Linked DNA regions of Gossypium hirsutum: region 1 is linked to region 2. Evidence: chromatin contacts called from public Hi-C data. All regions are on one chromosome and are shown on one strand. Each heading gives the region's core, a stretch centred on a gene start, on an enhancer-like site or on the middle of the called end of the contact. The rest is flanking DNA. Distances are from core to core; before and after follow the strand shown.

Region 1 (6,174 bases), core at 1,786-4,285, 90 kb before region 2:
CAGAGTTCCCTTTTCAAAAGATTCACTTATATACTTAAATCCTTCTCCCTCGTAAATTTTCCCAGAAGCAAGAGCAAGATCAACAAGCTTAGCCCTACAGTCACAAATGAATTAATATTTTAGAACCTTACAACAAAGTTAGCTTTGCAAAAGTCCATGCGAAGAGGAAAGAAGGGAAAGAGGTGGTTTGTTCGAAAAGCGGAAGATAATGCAGAATACCATGAAATAGGAAATGTTTAAAAAAGACAACAAAAAGGCATACATGCACACAAAAAGGCAACTAAAATCAGGAAAGGAAGCCTACCCTTGAGCAAAAATGCGTCCTGCACCAAGAGCATTGTGACCAACTTCACTATTTCCCATGTCTTCCTCTGTTGGAAGTCCTACAGCAGTTCCATGAGCTCTGATTAATCTCCATTTTTCAGGGGCACCCTATCAACAACATGAATTCCACTTAAGTTGGGTCTCGTTGCATTATATTTTATGGGATTCCTTTATGAACTAAAAGCAATGTAATAACGTTCAAATCATATATAATCCCTATAGTTTAAACTTTAAATTAACATATATTAATCTTTCCCACATATTGATAGAATCAATCACAGATAATTAGAAAGTGTAAATTCTAAAGTCAAATGGATAAAAACTATGTACAAGTAGCCGCAATAAATTAATTTGTTTATGAATTGGATTATCTAGCATTTCTATTAGAAATTTGAGAGGATTTAGATAGAAATATTAAGCGCAAAAAATGAATTAGTGTAAGAAAATAACTCTCTCTAAAATATGAACCGAACTCAATCCTTGAATGTTCAAACCTAAACTCGGCTCAACCGATTTTTCAAAGTTTACTTTTATGTTATGTTATTTTTATATATTGTGTAGTTTGTAACCGTAAAAATTAATTTCATAATAATATATATTACTACTATAGTGTAAACATTAAAAATGTTAAGATAACTATATATAAAATTTTAATATATAAAAAATATTATTAAATATTAAATTAAAATAATATAAATTTATTTTTTAAATTTAAAAATGACATAACATGAGTAAATTTAGATTAGCCATTTAAAAATATGAATGAGTTTAGACAAAATTTTAACTTCATATTTGAAGTTAAGCAAAACTTGTAAAGATATAAAATATGTTAATATTATGCTTGGTTAAAATATGATTAGACTTGATCATGAGTCGGGTCAGATTGATACAAAATTTTAAGCAAGTTTTCAAGGCTTGAGCTCAGTCAAACTCAAAAAATAAGCCTAAAATTTTATCTAAGCCCACCCCAAATAGAAAATATTAAACCTAAGCTCGACCTAGCTTAACCAGCCAATATTAATATTTTTTATCTAAAAACAAACTTAAAAAATATAATACATTAAATACCTTTAAAATAGTAACAAAATTAATAATAATAATAAAGTTATATAATATCTAAATAATAAAATGATAGCAATATAATAATAAAATAGCAGCAAAAGAATACCAAAGAACAGCAGAAAAAATTATTTTAAACAAATTCGACTTAATTCGAACCGAACAACAAATCTTACCTGAAATCTAATCTATTTAAAAAATAAATTTTACTTTTTATCTAAACCTAATTTTGAAATCTATATTTTTACTTAAACCTTTGGAGTGAATCTTCAGGCGGACACACCATAATCACGTCTAGACATAGCATCTCCAGCCAGAAAGAATAATATATATAGTTATATTGCGTGTACATTCAGTCAACAAAAACGCACTTATCAAAGTATAAACTAGGAAGTTCAGACATCCTTAAAATTATAAATTCATAAAAGTTGAGTTCTAAACAAAAAAAAAATTTATACAAGTGACAACCTAAGGTTCAATAATCCATATATACAACATAGAAAGAGGCAGGAAGCTCAATCACAAAACTAAAGAAACATACTTCGAAAACAAGATGAAAGCTTTATTTCATGAAAGAAATGGGATCGATACCAACTAATAGTGTCAGCAACGATTACCCGAATCAAATAAATTTTGAGAAAATCCCAGATCAAAGCACAATCTTTTACACTGAATTCTTAAAAGGTAAATATAGATATCCAAAAGTGAACCTGTTTGAGAGAATCCATGGTGAGAGTTTCAGCAACATGGATGCAGTTGTAGTCATCGGGCTTGTTTTCGCCCCACCCATCCAGAACGACAACGGCGATGGTCTTACCCTTTGGAAGCTTTGGGTGGTCCTCCAACTTCCACGATACCTGTCCTGAACTGGCCATTGATAATGATAGTTTTACTTTGTTTTCTAGTTTCTGGATGCGACTGAGGAAGCGTTGGATTATATAAGAGAAAGGGAAAATGGAAATAACAGGCGAGAAGGGGGAGAGCGTGAAGCGTTTAGATTTTTTACTAACATTGATACAAATGAGGCGATGGCGTAGAGTAGAGAGAAAGCATAGGGAAGACGTAGGGTGTGGTGCAGCGGCACCTGATTATTTTTACTTCGCCTAATATGTCGCATGCAGTAGCATCTAGAGAGTTGAACGTACTGTCTAGAATGTACCTCTTTTTTCATGTCGGACTCGCGACGTGTTTTTCCTTTTACAAAATCTGTCATGCCGCGATTACACGCGTATGCTTTTTCGTGGCGTTTCTTTGTTTTTTATAGATTGCAAAAACAATATGGTAAATCATCACTTTATTTTTAAAAATTACAAAATATCACTACATTATATTTAAAGCCATTTAATTATTAATAAATTTTTTAATTTTAAAAATAGAAACATTCAAAAAGTAATTTTTTAAAAGTATTATTTAATGTTTAAATCTTAAACCAAATTTTAAAAAAAATATTTTTGTATCACATTTTTTAAAAAAATACTAAATTACTTTTCTTAATTTGCGAATGTGGCAGCGCTCTAGATTTAATTAGAACAGTAATTGCAGTTATTTTTGGTACTTAGACCTTTTCTCCTCACTTCTCCATATTGTATGAAAAAGAAAAGGGTTTCAACAATCTTACACTGTAACATTGCACTGTTTTGGGCTCCGAACATGGGCTTATATTCTCGAGCTTCGACTTGTTTCAACCACATTTGGATTTGAACTGTTGGGCTTTGTTGACCTGTTTGATTTTTTACTGGAGCCATTGAACCAAAACTTGGACTTTGAAATTGGACACTTGCAATTTGGCTTATATTTTTAATATAAAGTTCGATCGACAAGTATCATAAAACTGAAATATGTAAACCAGATCATTTCATTAAATTGAGTTTAAATCTAATAATTTGCAAGGCATTATTAATTAATTACGCATTAGAAAAAATAAAATTATTGACCTGGTTAAACCTTTTTAGGCGAACTAGGATGACAACCCAAGCACCCTAGCCCGGTTACTCAGTTCAAACAGTCTTATTATTTTATTTTTATTTTTTTGTGTGTGTGAAGGCTCAGTTAACGGAATGTTTATAAGTTATCGACTTGTCAGTCGGACCTTTTTACGCGAGATAAGATGACAACCCAAGTACTTTACCCCAGTTACTCAATCCGGTCACATTTTCGAAACTTCAATCATAACTTGAACCGTTATTAATTTACTTATTTATTCATGCACAAGCAAATATATTTTTCAAACAATCAATTTATTCAAAAAAATCTAGCTATATATATCAACTTTAATACACAAATATCGACTAATCTATATACTTGAACATTTAAAATTAAAAATTTGCCCCATTGTCCAAATTGACTAAGTATGAGATTAAAAGCTCAATGTCAAATAAACTATTGAATGAATTCAACGTAAGATTGAACACATGCAAAAAAAAAAGATGCAGCAAAAGTCATGCATATTTACTTACCAACTCAACCCCCTACTTAATCTATGCTTGTCCTCAAGCATGTGTTATATGCAATAAAGTTTAGTAACTCAAACAATGAGCAAAGAGAAAAGTTAAGAATTCTCCCCATGTGTTTCAGCTGATGTTGTCGGCATTGGGAAATAATTGTCAGCATTTAGCACTATGTGCCCACGCTACCATCATTATCTGACTTCTGCAAAACCTTCATTACGTTCCTAAAAATAGCAAATTCACTAGATTAAATAGAAATTTATATATTTACAACTTAAATCTTACTAAAACTCAAAATTAAATAAATGAAAATAAATTTGGGTTGCCTCCCAAAAAGCGCTTTTGTTTAACGTCGTTAGCTCGACGACCATGAATGTTATCCGTTTGGCTCATTGAGACTTAATTTTTCCATCTTGTGCACTTGAATGTTCTTGCAGAAAAGTTTCAACCTTTGCCCATTATCTTTGAAGCCCTTCCTGGATTCCCCTATCATTAGGGGGATTGAGGTGTCTTTGAGCTTCTCCGTCCAAGTTTGTATTTTTCTCTGTCGAAATCATTGTATGTTCTGGAAACGGTTTCAGCTTTAATTTCGAGGCTTTCATGACAGCTTCACGTATTGGTTTTTTTATCATCGATAATTCCTCCTGCTTAACATCGAGATCTACATTCCTGCAAGGCACAATTTGTAACTTATTATTGGGATGTCCCATATCATCATAAACATTAAACCTAACCACTTTATTGTCAAATTCCATGGTAAGTGTTCCACTCCAAACATCAATTTTTGTTCGTGCGGTACTTAAGAATGGTCTCCCAAGAAGTATCTCAGACGAATTGACCGAGTTGTCATCCTTCATGTTAATGATGTAGAAGTCTGCAGGAAATATCAGCTCATTTACCTTAACAAGAACATCCTTCAGCACTCCTTCCGGATGCACTATGGATCTATCTGCAAGCTGAATAACCATACTTGTTTTCTTCAAAGGACCCGCGTTAAGTAGTTTATAAACTGACAAAGGCATAACATTAATTGATGCGCCTAAGTCACACATTGTTTTTTTAATACCAACACTACCTATTTTACAAGTTATGAAAAACATACATTGGTCTTTACATTTGGGCAGTATTTTCCTTTGCAGAATGGCAGAGACATTTTCTTTGACACTTATCTTTTCATTGTCCAGGAGTTTCCTTTTGCTCGTGCATAACTCTTTTAGGAATTTTGCGTATCGTGGGATCTGCTTAATCGCATCGAGAAAAGGTATGTTGATTTCAACCTTTCGAAAGGTGTCAAGGATCTCCTTCTCGTCTCGCTTCTTCTTACATTGGACAAGTCGTCCGGGAAACAGAGGTGGTACTGCAAACAACTTTTGTGGTGCTAACTCTGCTGGAGCCTTTGTGTCAAGTTTCTTCTTATCTCGACCAGCGTCGTGGGCGCGACTAATGCCAGGTATGGCCTCCAAAACCTTCCCGCTCCTCAACGTTATAGCGCTTACATTGTGTCGAGGATTTGGCTCAGTTTGGGACGGTAATTTACCTTGAGACTCCAAGCGATTAATTGCCATCGAGAGTTTACTAACTTGATTAGTTAACTCTTGTATTGATACGTCTGTCCTCTGTTGATATTTTGCAGCATTGGCGGCAAGTCTTTCCACAACAGCTTCTAGTGATGTGCTCGGCTTGTGTTGTTATTGTGGTGGTTGTAGAGGTCTCGGTTGGTATGATGGATTATATCGGGGATTAGCTCCGTAATTCAGGTTGGGATGATCCTTCCACCCGGGATTGTAGGTGTTGGAGAAAGGATCATAGTGTCTTTGCGGAGGTCCCAGAAAACCTCTGACAGCATCAACATGTGCCGTTGAATTGTCGTTAAGGATTTTACACAAATCCGTCGGGTGTTCAGACGTAGTACAAATTCCACACAGTCGGGTCAGACTCTTCTTTTCTGTAAGCAAATATTGAACAACATTAGTAAGCTTATCCAATTTATCTTCTAAAGATGAAACGTTTACCCCATTAACCCGTCTTTTTGGTTCCGAATTTGGCCGATACTGTTGAGAATTTGCCGCCATGGTAGATATTAGTTCTCTTGCCCTTTGAGGGGTCATATTGACAAGCGCTCCTCCACTAGCAGCGTCAATCATCTTCATTTCCATAGGGAGCAAACCCTCGTAGAAATATTGAAGAAGTGATTATTCGGTCAACCCATGTTGAGGACAACTTGCACACAGTTTTTTGTACCGCTCCCAATAGTCGTAGAGCGATTCACTCTCCATTTGGCAAATTCCCACTATGTCCCTCCTAAGCTCAGCTGCTCGTGACGCTGGGAAGAATTTGTCAAGAA
Region 2 (6,278 bases), core at 712-3,211:
CTGAGAGCTCTTTAGTGAACTTCAAAACCCTTGCAGAATCTGTAGATCTTGCACCCATCACAGACTTGACTTCTCTAGCAGAGGTCTCAATGTTTGAGGCTGAAGATCTTAACTTATTAACAGTTGCATTACTATCTGAGTTATTTGTATTTCTGACCCCTCCCTATATGAAACAAAAATTTTTCAGTTAATAACCTTACCAATTTTTAAAGAACTTCAAAAAGACGCACTAGTAATACAATAATTATTTTTGGTACTGTAGTAATAGAATAACTATCACACAAAATAGATATTCACTCTCAACATCACCTCCATGCATTTGTCCCTGTCATTACTCCTTGCGGCATCATTCTGAGAATAGCTTCTTTGATAACTGGGTGATTGATGCTGTATGCCTGAATTGTCGAATAATTCCAACCTTCTAGTCAATAATACTTTACCAGGAATGCTGCGACCCTTAAGCAACCTTAATAAAAGGCAAAATAGAAATTTATTATTTGCATTCAAGGCAATAATTGTGAGAGAAGTAAGCTCATGAAGCAAAGAGAAAATGGGTGAACACTCCACACACACAGCAGTGGACTAGTTACGCAATATATAAATAAATATTCAGATAAAGGTATGTTATAAATTGAAAATAATGGTAAACACAATATTTGCATTTGAATTAAAAAGAGAGAGAGAGAGAGAGAGTAGAAAACAACATGAATTTCCTAACACTAATAAAAGCCACATGGAGGAGCAAATAAAGGTGACATAACAAGACAGGCCAACCTTACCGAAGAAGAAACCTTTTTTAGTTCGATCTCTTTATGAATTACACTCAAGAGAGATTCCCATTAAGCAAAACAACATTGCAGCCAATTGGCATTAAGAAATCCAAGCTCATTAATCAGCATATCAAGAAACACATGCTAACATCCTTTCTGAATTTGCCAAGTGCATAACCGCCTTTATTATCAGGAAAAACGAAGCTAACGAAATGGAATACCTTTTCTTAACCCTTGTAACAAGGTCATAATCAAATTAGACAATACGCCAAAATCAAGGCATTTTGAGATAAAAAAGATATTAAACACACAGAATTATCATCTATGATAAATAGAAACTGTGATAATGCCATCAAGCAGAACTCGAGAGATCTGAATTTAATGCGCGAAAGGGTCCTTAAATCTAAGTACAAAACTCAACAATTCATACCCAACAAACAGAAACGGAAATATTCGACAAATCAAAGTTTCTCCTTGAAGAGGAAAATTCTTCTATATGACTAGAGAACTTGAATTGAAATTCGAAAGATCCGAACATATCCCTCAAAAGGGTATCTAAATCCAATGACAAAAAACACAAGTAGAAGAATCCAGATTCAAAATCATTGAGAAAAAAGAGAGAGAGGGAGAGAAAACAAAAACAGAGAACTAAAGGAAGAAAGAAAGAAAGAGGAATGGGGAAATTGAATAAAGTTAAAAGGATGTACCCTTGGACATTTCTGAGGGTTTGGTTGAATCTGGAATCAAGGCTTTCTTTCTTAGGCTGATGATCTTCCCCCTGGGTGTTGTTGTTCATGGTTTTGTTGTAAAGCGTTGCTATGGAAAGAGCATGCTCCGTTTTCCTGTTTTTCCTTCGTTTGTGGCTGCCTTTTTCACTTTTACTACTAATTCTTCTTGTTTGTTACTCTTTTTTCTTCTTTGAATCTCATGTTTTTCACCATGAAAAGAAGCTCCAGAAAACATGAAGCACTAACATTACCTAACATTCATTAACATCAAATATAATATTCTCCCCCCAAAAAAAAACCAACAAATAATCTATATTGAATGGAATTAATTATAATATCTAAATCCAACAAAAACATAATACATATTTATGAGATTCAGATTTACACTGTCCAATTTCATCTATTCAATATAGTAATATATTTCTCTTTTTATTGCAATTTTTGCATATATGTCTCTGGCGATTAACCAATAACCTATAGAACCCATCACTTGGTTCAAATCTCCAGAAAGGAAGTAGTAAACTTTTATTTGGGCCCTCATTGTCATGGGTTGGGCTATGCCATGCCAAGCCCAGAGCAATAGCCATCTTTAACTTTATTAATATATATAGTTTTAGACTGGGCATTATTTTTTCCCGGGTGGGGGGGGGGTGTTGAAATTTGAGCAAGCTTTGCTAGAGAAAACACAAATCCAGTTAATCAACTGCTTCCATTTTGTAGTATTCCATACTATATATTTATTGTACACACTTGGATTTCAACAAGCATTTCATATATTGAAATTCGAATTTCAGATATGTTAAACCACACCTTTAAAAATTATTACATAAATCAATTGGATTAAATCTGGATAGGATAAATGCCCTTTGCTACCCCTCTTAAGAATTTCTATTGCTCCCCCTTAACATTTACAAACCTATATAAAAACATATATCTTAATTTATTAATTACAATCCATGCTCACATCTTCTAAGCCCTCTTTTTTTCCATTTCTTCAACTCAAAGCAGTTATAACCATTCAAGAATCAAGATCCAAGTACAGCATCCTTGAGCTGAGAAGACATTTATTTTGGAACAGCATGGAAACCAAATGGAGTAACACATCAATGTGAAAAAGGGCTTCTTTCAGATAATTACATCTTCCATTGTAAGAACTAGAAGCTGGATAGAGTTCAAGGAACCATTATGAAGGCCGGTGATTGCATCCTGAGCATCGGCATATTGGCTATTAGCTTCCCCCCAAAAAGCAATTGCTGCCACCAGAACTGCCAATAGCACATGGCACATCACGAACTTGAAACTTCACGTTATGTGTTCCGACATACTCCATAACTTCCAGACACTCCTGTAAATCCGAGTCACTAACCAACATTACCCATTCCTCTTCATCGTCTAAATACTTGAGTTGGAATGTCCCAGTTTGAAGTTTAAACCTTCTTGCAATTTCTTCATATAGTTCAAAGCACCCAGCAGATGGCTCGAACTTAAAACGAACAGTATCATCTTTGTAGGTAGCTTTTACAGTAATTTTTGAGCTGCTATCAACACAGATTGTCTTCATTTCAAAATTCTTTGCCTCATCAAAACTTTGAGAGCTTGATGAACTTCCATGTGACATTGAACCAGAGCCATCTGAAGAGTCTGTCATACTTGAATAAGTTGGTTGGTGGTTGTGTTCAGCATTCCCATCATCAGCCTCCATTCTGATATTGATCTCATCGTCAGCATTTTCTGGACAAGTCCGATCTGCAGTGCGAAGACTAGCTGCCTGGAACGATCCTGCATCTAGAGAAACTGACTTAGAGTCATCATTACAATCAATACAAGGGACACCAGATTGCTTTACTTCTTCACAGGTACTTGGAACAAGCACACTCCTTGCAGCCATGCTGTAGTTTCCACCCAAAGAACACTCATCTTCTTCCAATTTAACAACTGAATTTTCTTCATCAGGGCAAGATTCTAGTGATGCTGCTGATGATTTCTCCAGATCCAATGGTTCAGAAATTCGGATGGGAAGGTTCTTATTGGAGAGCACTAGTGTTTTCTGGGTATCCACTTCTTGCATGACAGTACCTGCTGCAATAAACTCTCCTGTGGTTGGATCAAATTTCAATCCTCCTTGTACAGAGTCAAGAACAGTTTGTATTTTTCTTAATGATCTATTCACTTTGTTAATCTTGCGAGAGGGCCATCTTGGGATCCCAAGTTGTCTGCAAATCCTTTTCAGTGTAGTGGGGCAAACTACAAGGAGAATAGAATCAAAAGTCAATCAAGATTAAATTACCTTGGTATGAACCAGATTCACCCTACTGCTTGAAAATGATATTCTTCTAACACTTGCATATGTCCATTAGACCACTGTTAATAACTATTTTCTAGAGCATATAGACTCAACTATAGAATACAAGTTTTAGTATCACAAGATCTTAATAAATAAACAACACTTCAGCCATAATTTGATTCAAAGAATCTCTCATCTATAAAAATATTAAGCTCAAATACTACTTTATACAATATCTTAGGTTTTTGGAGGTTTTCAATGTCAATGTTACTCTTGCTCTTTTTTTTTCTTGAAGTGTATGTGTCCAATGCGTATCATATTTGAACCTGAGTAAAGGAATATGACCCTTCAAGGATCCTCTAAATACAAAGGAAAAGCATAGAAAAATTGAACATACCTTTGGTGGACATATATACATATCTAACACTCATACCTAGGTCCAAAACATAGCTAAAGGTTATTAAAAACTTAGAATCTTGTCCATCTACCCACTTTCAGAAGAAGACAAGATTGAAAAGTAAGTTGTTAAAATAACAATACTGAACCATATGAAAAGTAAGTTGTTAAAATAATAATACTGAACCATATCAAAAATCTTCTAAGAAGCTTATGTATTTAAAGAGGCTAAAAATGCAATCTCACAGAATATATCAACTTATATTTAATGCTTCTATATAAAGAAAGTCTTTCTGCAAAAGTAAGATGAGCTCATTTTATGCAGTAAACAAAAAACATAAAAACTTTTACTGAAACATGACCAGAACCAACAATATAGTAACCTTATGGTGCATATAAACGAGTAACATCAAGGCTTACCACCAAGGCTTTTTGCAGCATCCTTCAGACTCCCTGAGAAATACGGCTGAAGAACACTCAAGGTCACATTCTTTTCTGCTGTACTTCTCTTCTTCTCTATCTGCCTTCGTGGTCCACTCATTGCCTATAAATATGTACTAAGATATTACTTAACCACATAAGATTGTCCACAACAGCCACTAAGATATTGAACATCACAGGTACTAAATAAAGAAAATAAGTTGAATATACATACATAAAAGAACTCATACAAATTAATCATAGTAAATGATATTAAAACAGGAAACTTGACCACATTTTTATTCCTTCAATAAGAGCTTGAAGCCTTCCTAAGCTCAAGGTAAGTATAAAAAGGCAAGCTCATGAGACATGCTAATAGTACTAGCTTAACATATTTCCAATGCTTCAATTTCAATGAGACAGCCACTCTTTGTTACTAGTAAACATAAGTATCTTATTACAGGAAAAAGATAGTATCTTATTTAACATTTAACTCAACATGTATCAGAAAAATGAATCTCAGATCATGAAGTTCCTTTGTCTCAATGCATCATTCAAATCAAATTTCCAGACTTCTTTCATTCATATACAATCAACGAAGGATCCCTTTCATGTGTTTCACAAGTCAAGTACTGAAGTCATTGATCAAAAGGTAAAGAAAATTCAGCACGGCACCTGTTCACGAGGACCGTCAGCTTCCTTTCCATCACTTTTTGCATTAGATACATGCAAGGGAACTGTATCATTAGAGTTCATTTCACTATCAGCAGATAATTCTGTTTCCGAGACCCTCCTAGATATAGACAATGAGGGGGAGTCTGAGAGTTTTCCCCTCTGAACCTCAATTTTTGACCCTCCATCGATTTCCACATCCGAAACTGTCCTCAAACTCCTACAGATTCGTTGCATGGTACCTGAGAGGTTATTCAGCAAGAGTTGCTGTTCTGAACCTCCTTTTAAGTTAATTGGAAGAAAAAGCTCCAGTATATAATCATCATCACCAGTGTAGGTGCTCCTCAACCTGATTGCAACCGCAGCATTCAGGTTACATTTGCGTGCATGATGAACAAGCGGATAATCACTAATGTCATACATCTTCACATCAGTAGAGAAGAATGGATGATTGGACCGAAGCACTTTTCCAGCTATGCCTTGTCCTTCTTCAAGATAGTGTTCCATACATGCATGCACAAAATCCTGCATCCCTCTTTCATTAACATAACAGGCTGTAGTTTCAACACATAAGACACGCTTCCCGTCCCAACGTCTATTACCCTCTCCACCACCTACTTTTAAAATTTCATCCACAGCTTCCTCAGTGTAATAACAAGGAATCCATGTTAGAGCCAATGGCAATCTATGCGCATGACACACAGCACGTAAAACATCAGTTATTTCAGCTAAAGCAGCTCTCTTACTCCCTGATAGGCACTGAGGAAAAAGATTTAAAGAAGAGACCTTAGAGAAAAGGTACAGTACCAAACTATTTATTCAGTTAACCAGGAAGAGAAAAAACCAGTTCTTGTGTGTGTATATATATACTTTTATATATATAGACACACACAATTCAACATAATAAAAAAAACCACCTTTTCTGTAACTGCTGAAGTGAAATGCATACAAAGTTTTAATGTACCTGAGGAAGAGGTTGACGAGGAGCAATGGTTCTTAAATTAACGG

The links. Hi-C and Micro-C count contacts between places; a contact is called where the count stands out from the background.
Region 1: a Hi-C map of leaf shows a contact between it and region 2, with 4 times the contacts expected there. The contact joins the enhancer-like site here to the promoter of LOC107896907 in region 2. A contact is called at or near these places in 9 of 34 Hi-C or Micro-C datasets (anther, callus, leaf and 1 more).

What each region holds. Positions count from the first base shown.
Region 1 is chrA10:80,408,997-80,415,170 of Gossypium_hirsutum_v2.1, reverse strand. It overlaps the pseudogene LOC107896011. Among protein-coding and RNA genes, the nearest start is that of LOC121208637, 27 kb to the left of the region's middle. Within about 2 kb of position 3,035, at least 2 of the 9 cell types and tissues checked have an H3K27ac peak or open chromatin away from gene starts, as enhancers often do. A contact at or near this core is called in leaf, where this site is marked.
Region 2 is chrA10:80,317,888-80,324,165 of Gossypium_hirsutum_v2.1, reverse strand. LOC107896907 (GTPase-activating protein gyp1) reads right to left here and starts at 1,961. Exons shown (of 10, transcript XM_016822205.2): 1 at 1,478-1,961; 2 at 310-466; 3 at 1-163. The coding sequence starts at 1,566. LOC107896908 (protein NLP9) reads right to left here. Exons shown (of 6, transcript XM_016822208.2): 3 at 6,235-6,278; 4 at 5,274-6,029; 5 at 4,599-4,722; 6 at 2,254-3,742. The coding sequence ends at 2,727.